Linked DNA regions of Mus musculus: regions 1 and 3 are each linked to region 2. Evidence: chromatin contacts called from public HiChIP or PLAC-seq data. All regions are on one chromosome and are shown on one strand. Each heading gives the region's core, a stretch centred on a gene start, on an enhancer-like site or on the middle of the called end of the contact. The rest is flanking DNA. Distances are from core to core; before and after follow the strand shown. Region 1 holds the start of Ston2 (stonin 2). Region 2 has its middle 23 kb from the start of Gtf2a1. Region 3 holds the start of Sel1l (sel-1 suppressor of lin-12-like (C. elegans)).

The links. HiChIP or PLAC-seq counts read pairs in DNA pulled down with a chosen protein or histone mark.
Region 1: a contact with region 2 is called in an H3K4me3 HiChIP or PLAC-seq map of embryonic stem cells, with 52 read pairs. The contact joins the promoter of Ston2 here to the enhancer-like site in region 2. A contact is called at or near these places in 28 of 39 promoter capture datasets (the 3T3-L1 cell line, 3T3-L1-derived adipocytes, the C10 cell line and 17 more), 10 of 15 datasets of contacts at CTCF or cohesin (CD8 T cells, the G1E-ER4 cell line, the NIH/3T3 cell line and 6 more), 73 of 484 Hi-C or Micro-C datasets (2-cell-like embryonic stem cells, 3T3-L1-derived adipocytes, the AML12 cell line and 40 more), 20 of 115 datasets of contacts at active chromatin or transcription factors (the SCID.adh cell line, astrocytes, embryonic forebrain and 9 more) and 4 of 9 other capture datasets (adipose tissue, embryonic stem cells, liver and 1 more).
Region 3: an H3K27ac HiChIP or PLAC-seq map of embryonic stem cells shows a contact between it and region 2, with 2.6 times the contacts expected there. The contact joins the promoter of Sel1l here to the enhancer-like site in region 2. A contact is called at or near these places in 1 of 39 promoter capture datasets (neural stem cells), 4 of 115 datasets of contacts at active chromatin or transcription factors (bone marrow-derived macrophages, embryonic stem cells and neural progenitor cells) and 2 of 9 other capture datasets (adipose tissue and liver).

The regions. Positions count from the first base shown.
Region 1 is chr12:91,784,826-91,788,188 of GRCm38.p6, reverse strand. It overlaps Ston2 (stonin 2), which reads left to right and starts at 1,753. Exons shown (of 7, transcript NM_175367.6): 1 at 1,753-2,062.
Region 2 is chr12:91,610,920-91,614,478 of GRCm38.p6, reverse strand. No RefSeq gene overlaps it. Among named protein-coding and RNA genes, the nearest start is that of Gtf2a1, 23 kb to the right of the region's middle. Within about 2 kb of position 2,233, at least 16 of the 459 cell types and tissues checked have an H3K27ac peak or open chromatin away from gene starts, as enhancers often do. A contact at or near this core is called in embryonic stem cells and primordial germ cells, where this site is marked.
Region 3 is chr12:91,846,999-91,850,625 of GRCm38.p6, reverse strand. Sel1l (sel-1 suppressor of lin-12-like (C. elegans)) reads left to right here and starts at 1,469. Exons shown (of 21, transcript NM_001039089.1): 1 at 1,469-1,667. The coding sequence starts at 1,595.

The sequences.
Region 1 (3,363 bases), core at 504-3,003, 170 kb before region 2:
GAGCGGGACAGCTGAGACATCCAGCCTTGCGGACTGAATAGCTACTGGAATCTCAGCCTCTCCAGTGTGAGACAGCTGCTGTTGGACTACCCAGACAGACCACGTGATGTAAGTCAATCTAATATATATCCCCCTTTATGTATATATTCAGTGTATCAGTTCTTTTCCTTTAGAGAGTCCTAATGTATCAGGTATAATCATAGGAATGTAAATATCCATACCATAGCAAAAATGTTAATAATTTGCATTTGAGCATCTACTGAGATATTTTACATAAGATTGAATGAGTATGAGATTAAGTAACTTTATTAAAATGGCTCCTGAAGAGTTCAAATGATTTAAGTGACTCGCGTTCTGTTTCTAATAGATGAACTAATCTTAGCTATTTTATCCCGGGTCTTAGCCTATAGTCTGGCCATACAGTACAGGGAAACGTGGGCAAGCTCTGCGTTCACAACCACAGCAGAAAATGTCTTGTCACCCTGTGAGGTCCCATGATGTAAGAAGTGTCCTAGAGTGGAAAAGCCGTTCCATAAGGGTTGTATCCTGAAGCTCCGTTCACTGAGGCTCGTTCTACAGAAACGCCTCAGTATCAGCTCCTGTATCGTGGCTATGCTCTTGCAGCACAATTAAAAAAAAAAAGTTAGGACAGCCTAAATGTGCAACAACCTAGGACAAACTGGTAAACTGTGAATGAAGATATAGGTGACTGAGGGGGAAGCTCATTGGTAGAACACCTGTGTGGCATAATCAACACCCTGGGTTCATAGCCGGCACGTGCGCATGCGTACACGCGAATGCGCGCGCAGGGGAGGGGGGCGGCTATTATATCCATCTATGGAGTATATGCAACCATTGTAAAGACAGAGAATCTTAAGAATCGCCTGAGAAACTTAGAGAAAGAATCCAAAAAGGAAAGACTACCCAGGCTCCTCCAGAAGAAATTCTCGTTCATCAGGTGTCAGATGAGACCTGTCAATCTCTGTATTTTAAATAACGTTCTCCCAGAAGAGTGTGATACCCAGACAAGCTTGAATGAGGCTAAAATGATACATGTATGTAACTACATGAGAAAGATGCTCAAGTCGGTAAAATGCACCACTGGTTGTCGCCCAGGACTGCAGCTGCACAGGGGAAGATGGAACCACACATGTTCACAGAGAAAGATCTGAGCCCAGGCAGTCCTGGCGGCTGCCTCTGGGAAAGGGAAGAAGAAACGGACTCTGCATTTTTTTGTGTGTGTACTTCAGTGTTTGTTTATACATTGGAGAAGATGGAGGAAGGGTAAGGGGGAGGGGCAGGGGGAGAGGAGGAGTAAGAGGGGAAGGGGGATGATAGGAGGTAGAGGACAAGAAAGAACCTCTTGGGGTTTCACAGGTTCCCAAGTACATGGAAAGGGTGAACATGGGAGGAAGTGTCACTCAGGACCACAGCCATGCAGCCCAGGGACAGGCCCCGTGTGAGGACTCCAAGTGGTGCTCTGCTCTCTCTGGAGTCCCCGCCAAGCTCGACCTCACCCTGCAGCTAAGGCCCTCTCTCCCTCTGCTCCTTGGTGCTGAGCAGGGAGAGCCCAGACTTGGGAAGAGAGCTTTCCAGATCAACTTGGCCCACGCCAGCGCCAGCGTGGTGAGGTCATTCGGCACAGCTGCAAACTATTTCAAGGAAACAGGTGGTGGCTGTAACCTCTTCCAGGCTTGGGGTTTTGCTGGGAGAGAGGCCTCCTTCAAGGGCGTCTTCCCTGGGAGACCAGACACAGAGGTCTAGGCGGCTGGGAAAAGGGAGCACAGGGTCACAGGGCGTCCCCAGAAGCCTGCAGAGGTGTGTCCCTCCACAGCCGAAATCTCAGTGCCAGCTGTTTGTTTCTCCACCATAGCAGCTGGGAAACTGTTCCTCGGGAGCCGCACCTTCAGCAAGAAAACCATTCTCTCTAGAGAGGACCAATGGAGCCATGTAATTTGAAAGCTCTTGGATCATTTTAACTGGACAGCCAAGGTTGACACCAGCTGAAGTCCCTGGACAAGTATCACTCCCTTGGAAGCCTGCTTCGAATTTAGAACTTCAGGTCTGTACCCATCCTCCCTAAATCATCAGAATTGCATTCCCAAACAAGAGTCCCCGAAGAGTCTTGTGCCCTTTAGGATTTAGACGGTTGGCTTCTCTGGGCATGGGCCCAGCTGGTGGACACAGATCCTGGGAATTACAGAGGGGCTGCAAGACAGGTAAACACTGGCCTTCTATAAGATGCAGTGACCTCTCGAGGATGCAGTAAATTTGGCACAATTTTCCTTTGAATGTTTGTGCTGGGCATGACTTATCACTTAGCAGATTAGGGCTCCGATTGTGTCAGGATGGTTACTGGTTATGATCCTGAAACACAACCTGGTTAGTTGCCCAGCTTGTTTGAGCATGCGCTGGCTCCCTTTCTTCTCCAGCTCAGCCCCCATTCTGCCAACATCAAACTTTCTCACTGCCGCTCAGAACAGGGGATCAGAAAGTTCAGCACTCTCTCCGATTCCAGCACAGATTTTTCTGTTGAAATTGTGCTCCATCCTTAGGAAAAGCAAAACAATAGGAGGTTGTAGGTTCTAGCCATTGCCGTAGAAGCTGCAGAGGTAGGGTGCTTCTCTGCCAGCTGTTGAAGAGCAGGGTTCGGGCTTTGGCTTTGCCAAATCCTTGCTCCCCAGGTTTCTGCTAGCAGTTCACTTTTGGATGGAGAGTTAAAGACACTTTGTGGACGTAGCCCTGCAATGATTTGGGGACTGACCCGATATGATAATGGTTAGTAAGGGAGGACATTAAGCCATGCTATTCTTTCAATGATAGCAAAGCTTCTTCCAACCATGAGACTTAAAAGGCATGTGGTTGGTGGTATATGTCTTTGATCCCAGTATTTGGGAGGCAGAGGGAGATGGCCAGCCTAGTCTACATAACAAGTTCCAGGACCTGTCTCGAAAAAAAAAAACCAAAGACCAAAACAATCACACACACACACACACACACACACACCCCAAAAGCATAAATAAATAAATAAATAAATAAATGCCTAGTTACTCAGCAAACAAGCCTTTTCTAAATGCCAAGTTTTTGTACAACCATCCCACTTAATTATCAAAATGGCTCTTCAATACTGATAAGACACTTATTTTTAGGTGAGAAACTGGCTCAGAGATGTTTGGGCCTTGGGATAAAGGGCTTCGGAGTCACAGAATTTGGAGTCACACGGAGGTGTCCTGGGTCCAATGTCTCCTATGGGTCATTCTGTTAGGTGACTTTTCTCCATCCCAGAGCCTGCCTGCCATTGGATCCTGGAGTTCTTTCTAGTTAAATATTGGCTTATTTGTTCTTCCTTTGTTTTCTTTCCTG
Region 2 (3,559 bases), core at 984-3,483:
CAACCCAGCACATGTTTTTTGCGTGCGTGCGTGCGTGCGTGCGTGTGCGTGTGCGTGTGCGTGTGCGTGTGCGTTTAAAAGCTCACCCAGAGAAAGGCTCATGGCTACACTGGGAACCCAGAACACACAGAGTGGTATCTGGCTGGCTAGTAAAAAATTTCTATTGTCCTAAAACCATGCCCTAGCAGACATGCCTGGCAGCAGACCCACCACACTGGGGTGGGGGAAGCAGTATGCCGTGACATGCAGGTGGAAGTCAGAGGACAACTTGTAGAAGTCAGTTCTCTCCTCCCACCGAGTGGGTTCCAGGGATCTAAGGCTGTCAGCCTTTGCAGATGAACGAGCGAGCACCTTCACAATTGAGCCACTCTGCTCACCCGCCATGCTTTTCTTTAAAAGATTATTTTATTTTGTTTTGTTTTATTTTATTTTATTAGTATTTTGCATACACGAACAATGGATGTGCACCATTTGTATGAGTGCCCACAGAAGCCAGAAGAAGACGGTGGATCCCCTAGAGCTGGAATTATAGGTAGATTGTGAGCTACTTTTTGGGTACTGGGAACCAAACTCTGGTTGCCTGCAGGAGTAATGAGTGCTCTTAGCCACTAAGCCATCCCTGATGTCAAACTCCTGTAGAAGATAATTATTTCCTTGATATTCTTTAAAAAAAAAGATTTATTTATTTAAAATATCTAAGTACACTATAGCTAACTTCAGACACCCCAGAAGAGGGCATCCGATCTCATTACATATGGTTCTGAGCCCCCATGTGAGTGCTGGGAATTGAACTCAGGACCTTTGGAAGAGCAGTCAGTGCTCTTAACCACCGAGTCATCTCTCCAGCCTTCCTTTCCTTGACATTCTTGATTGTCATGTTTTTGTTTTCTTCTTTACTTCTGGTGCTCAGTCAATGCTCTCTCTCTCTCTCTCTCTCTCTCTCTCTCTCTCACACACACACACACACACACACACAAACATACACACACACTCATATACATATATATGTGAATATATATGTGTGTGTGTATATGTATATATAAATTTTTAATTTTTGAGACAGGTGCTCACTATATACCCAAATTGACCTTTAATTTGCTATCTCTTGGCTCAGCATCCTGAGAGCTAAGATTGCAGGTGTGAACCATCGTGGCTGGGGTAAGTACTTTCCTTGATCCAAGAGTGACTCTCTGAATACCATCCCTATCTTTTGAAAGATCTTTCAAATTATTCTTTACTTGTTTACAACTTACAATGCAACGAAATTACAATTTATTTCTCTACAGTCTGAGAGAATAAAAGCTTCCCACCCACTCCACTGAGGCCAAATAGTTCATTATCGTTACTGATGTCAGACAAGTTATCTTCTTTAGGAAGAAGAATGACTCAGAAGTTGCTAATCTCACACCCCATCGGAGGGCAAGGAGAGTACACAAATTGCCTCTCAAAGTGGGTGTGGTGGTACACACCTGTAATCGCAACACTTGGGAGGCTAACTCTCCCCACCTCCATCTCAAAAAACAAACAAAAGACCAAACACTCTAAATACAAGATTCTTACTAAGCAGGGCTGGCATTCTGACGTGAAAATGTCTCCTGAAATGTGTGTATTGAAATTCAATCACCACTGGATGGTGATGGTTTAAACCTTTAATCCCAGGCAGAAGCAGGTGGCCAGCCTGGTCTACAGAGAGTTCCAGGACAGCCAAGGCTTCACAGAGAGACCCTATCTTGAAAAACAACAGTAGTAGCAGCAGCAGCAGCAGCCACAACAACAGCAACAACAAAGAAACAAATTCAATCACCATGGTAACAATGTTGTAAACTTGGACTTGGGCGGGGTATTTAGGGTTTGTAAAGACAGGATTGTCTTTACAAAAGGACTTAATAGAAGGAATGAGACTTTTTTTTCATTTTTAATTTATTCTGTGAGAATATTATGGGTGTATATAATGTATTTGATATTATTCTTCCCTACTCCCCACCCCAACTCCCTCCAGACATTCCCACTAACAAGTTCTTTTTAAAACCCCACTAAATCCAGTTAACTGCCTGTATAACTACAAGTTTGAGGTCACTCAGTGGGCCATGGGTCACCTCTCAGAAGCCACATCACTGGGGGAAAAATGCCTCTCCCTTCCAGCAGCCATCAAGCTCAGTGTAGGTGTGTACTCTGTCCCTGCCCCTGCCCCAGCCAAGATAGAAAGGTGACTGGTTTGACCTTGCAGGTGTTGCGGTAGAGATATCTGCTGTGTGGGGGTAATGTTGCTGTCATGTCCAGAAAACAGTGATTTTTCTCCCCAGCAGTTCTCCCTGACTCTGGCTCTTACAGACGTTTCCCTACCTCTTCCAAAATGTTCCTTAACCCTCGTGGGACTGGGGCAGGTCTGGTACATGTTCACTTCCGACTGAGCACCTCCTATTCACTTGTCCCACCACTCTAAACAGTTGAGCCTCTGCGTTAACCATAACCCGCAACCAAAACACAAAAGACGCCCCAGAAGTTTGAGCCCAGCCTAATGACCTGTGTTGGATCACTGATACAAACAAACAAACAAACAAACAAAAAACAAACAAACAAAAAAACGAGAATGGACTTCTGCAAGCTGTCCTTTAAACTCTACTCACCTGCCTCCCTCCTAAGAGTACATCTCTGTGAATTTACTTTGTTTCAAGTTTAAAAGGTTAAGTATTTTAAAAATAGTATAACATTATGTCCATTTGGCAAAATAACAGTTCTCAGTTCTCCCCTAAGGCTTATGATGTCCCCAGCCAAGGGGAGGATCCTCGTTGATAATACTAGGCTTACGCTCCCTCTTATGGATCCAGCCCTAAATCCAATCATAAAGTGCTTGGTTACCCACATAATATTGTACCAATAGAAGGATCTTTCCAGTCTGGTCATTATTTTAGCTCTCAGGATTAACAGCTGGGTAAGCCTGTTGGTTTTTCAACTTCAGTGACCTCCACAGCATCTGTGAAAGCTAGCCAGAGGGGAGGGGGCTTCCAGGTCAGTCCCATGTCCTGTGTCCAAGGTGTGGGTGTCTTCACCATTATGTCCTGACAGTCAACCGTATCGTTTTGAGCGACTCTGGGACCCTCTGACCAACAGAGTTTGCCTCTTTAAGTCCTATCTGTTTCTTGTACCACAAGAGGACACAGCTCCTACTCTGGAGAATGAGGTAACAAAGGTATCAGACTAGACTCTCACCAGATGCTGAACCTACTGGTGCCTGGCTAGCCATCAGCACTGTAAGCTGTAGGTTTATATTCTTTTAAAAGCATGTGTTTTATGTGTAGAAGTGTTTTACCTGTATCTATGTATGTGTACCACATGCAGGCCTGGTGCCCACAGAAGTCAGAAGAAATCAGTATTGGATCCCCTGGAACTGGAGTTACAGATGGTTCTGGTTGTAGGCCACAGTCTTTGATATTGTTCTAGTGCTATAAAGAGATATTATGACAAAGGCAACTCTTATAAAAGAAAACATTTAACTGGAGGCTTGCTTACAGGTTCAACAGGTTAGTACATGATTATCATCATGCCAGGGAGTATGATG
Region 3 (3,627 bases), core at 220-2,719, 240 kb before region 2:
AGGACCTTAGCTCCATCCTTCAGAACCCAGGTTTTTTAAAAGCAAGCACAGCAGCATGGGCCTGGAATCCCATTACTGTGGCAGAGCAGACATGAGAATCCTTGGGACATCCTAGTTAAACCAGGGTTTGGCTAGATGAATCAACAAGGCCCATGTTGAGACCTTGTCTCAAAAAATAAGGTGGAGAAGGTAGAGATCAATTGAGAACGAACCCTGACATTAACCTCCATCCTATACACCTTTATGCGCATGGTGCACGCACACACACACACTGAGGGGGTGTTGGGGGGCATGGGGGAAACTGTTCCCCATGCCCTCTGATGCAAACGTACAGCAGCTAATTTTTTAACATCTTCCTAAAAATAATGACTGCCAAAAAAGATAGAAAACAAGTGTTCAGAGAAGTCAAGACACTGAGACAGGAAAGACTTTCCCCCCTAACCCCCTGCTGAGTTCTGTATGCAGTGCTGGAAAATAAATCTTAGAAGGATTCAATTTGATTAAGAAGACTGAAAAGCATCAAGATGCTGCCCTGCCACTCAAAGGGATTGTGCGTGCATCGGTACTTACTACATAACTATTGCAATCCCTGAAGTGCCTTGGCTCTCACCTCTGTGGCCACACAAACCATCTAATCCCTTTTCTGGTCAAGGAAAAAGAGAGCATTGCAATATTTCACTAGAGAAGAATGAGGACCAGTGTTTGAAGGGTTTGGGAGAGCTGTTAGAACATTTATTGAGTGGCTAATATATATGGAAGCCTTAGTGAAAACAATCACAGGAGCTGAACTAATCTCCACTGGTAGGAATTTCTTCCCTTTTGTTTTATTAGGGAAATGACAAGCGGCATTGTCTTGTACTGCTGGCTCTGTAAACTTCACGTATTGCTTCACCTAAGCTTTTTTTTTTTAAGACTTAAGTATTTTTTTTAACTAAATATTTAAAATTTTCAGTTCAGGTATAGCTTATTTCTCAGCGTTCATATCATGTCCAGTTCAAGTTCTCAAAATAATTAAAAAGAAATACTTAGCAACCTTGCAAGTTCTTAACCGTTTGATATCTGTTCCTTGATAATTATTCTGGTTCAAACGCAAGAGTCCAGTGAATCATTTTCTTGAAACTCCTTATGCCCTCAGCCACCTGCGGCTTCTAACCTGACTTTATGCTAAACTGCATCTCCCAAGAGCATCGGCCGAGAAAAATCTAGTGCGGTGCATGGTGGGAGTTGTAGTCCTGGATGAGGGTTCCCCCGCCTTCGAGCCGCTGATTCAGGCGCTACCAATTAGCTGGGGCCATGTCGGTGAGGCCGTGGTCCAACCGGGAAAGCTGGTATGACAACTGTACACAATGATTGGCTAAAAGATGACATAGGGGGCGTGACTATGTGTGGGGTGGGGCGATCACGGCCATTGGCCAAGGAGGACGGAGCGGCGGGCGCGGATTGGCTGCGCTCTGGGCCAGGGAGGCCTGGGAAGGGGCGAAGAAGGAACCTGAGCAGGAAGAGCGGCTGCGAGGCGGCGGCACAGAGGCAGCGGCTGAGTTGGTCGCGGCGACGGCGACGGCGACGGCGAGGGCTCTCGACCTTCGAGAGCAGGATGCAGGTCCGCGTCAGGCTGTCGTTGCTGCTGCTCTGCGCGGTGCTCCTGGGCTCGGCAGCCGCGACCTCGGGTCAGTATCGAGCCTCGGGCAGCAGGCCCCGAGCCACCGCCCCCCGACCGCGGTGGAGACAGGGCCACGGGGCTCAGCGGTCTCGGGCACTGCTCGCCCTGACTGTCACTCGCTCTTGCCTTGGGCATCGGTTAGCCTGGGCCGAAGAGGGTGCTTAGGAAACTGGACATAAGGAAGGGCTGGTCACCCTGCCCACACCTCTCCCACGCAGCAAACTTTAGGTGACTTCTGACGAATTAGGAATTGCCCAATTAGGAGGGGATTCCTGACGGCTGGCTTAGACCCTCAGAGATTCCTCTACCTTCACGTAGGTGATGTGTGCACAGGCTCTGGGACACGCTGGGGTTTGCAGTTGACATACCTGGAGCTGTCACTTTTGTGCAGAGCAGGGTTCATCCGGACTAGGATGTTGACAGTGGAGGAATTGCTCAACACCTGATCTGTTAGTCTGGTTTTTAAAAGAAAAAACTCTGATATAATTGTAGTCACTTGTCCCCCGCGTCCTGGGAAAAATGTGACCTCTGCCACGGTGTCCATGGTCTTTGAGTTTGTAGATAGTCATTTTATTTATGGGTTTTGAGACAGACTTAGTTCTTTCAAAATTAATAGAAAATAATGTTGCCCTTTTCTGTAGGTACAAAAAGCCGTGTGCTTTTAAATTGATTTTTCGACTAGCTGACTTACATTACCTCTTTGCAAAGGATTTTCTTTTTTAATGTTTTGATCTGCCTATATCAGAAAACTTACTGTCTTAGAAATGTTTCTCTTAAACGTACTTAGGATGTTTTAGAGTGAATAAACATTGACTCCTGGAAGACTTTGAGATTTTTAATCAGTTTCGCTTAACAAGACAGCTGTTGGGTGGCTTTATACTTTTTTCTGGAACACTGCAAAATGTAAATGTCATCTTTAAAAAAAAACAAAAAAAAACCCGAATTTCCCCAGATGGTTATTTGAATCCCCAGATCCTCCGTTCTAGTTGTAAATGAAAGCCATAATGTCATCCTACTTCTAAAATCGAGTTAGACCAAAATGCTGTCTCCGGTGTGTTTGGAGACACCCTTTCAAATGTGGCAAGCATATGGTAACCACTTTACTGCCAGCATTATGCTTGAGGTTGATCCTGCTTCATTTGAAATGACAGTTTGTGTTGAAGAGCAGTTCTTTAAAGACTACAATACTTGACTCTGGCAGAAATTCTAGCGGGTATTGTTCAAAAGAAGTATGCCGTGGAAGCTGCCCTTGCCTTGGGTAAAGTACCTGATGGGCTGAGTTCCTCTTGGGGTTTTGCTAAGTTTTAGATCTAGAATATACCACATACCCATACATGAACGAGCTCTGTGACTCTTCACACTGAAGCGCGAAGATTCCAGTAATCAAATAGCATAACTTACATCCCTCTGAAATTCCCATCTGCAGAGTTTAAAGGCTGTTCGAACACAACAGTTTTTCCTGCCTCGTCCGTCAGCTCTGTTGCATGTACTTTGAGCTCTGGACAGTAGAGACGCTCTCCGGTTGGTTCTAAGTCTCTTAGCTATTCTACAATACTTAGCACTCAAGTGTTAAATATTAGGGTTGTATGAGTATAAGTGGAGTGCAGAGTTTTAAGAAATGTCTACTCAGAGTTCTGTCACAGCGACAGCCATGCCAAAGCATTTCTCTGGTAGAGGCATAAACTTAGCCCAAGCTACAGTTACAAAACTGCAGGATGTGAGAGAGCGAAGGCCAGTGCCCCTGCTCATGCAAAGCTCCACATTATCAGATTCAGGCCTCCTCTGGGTTAAACTCTTCTATACCTGCGTGGACTTTTTATTTCCATTTCTTATTTCCTAAACAGTATAATAACTGGTTAACACTTAGCTTCTAAGAAGGGATGGACGGTGTCTGCAAATAGTGTCCTACTTTATATAAGGGACTTTGCAGTGCTTGGGTTTGGGCACCCTAGGGTTAGGACATGATG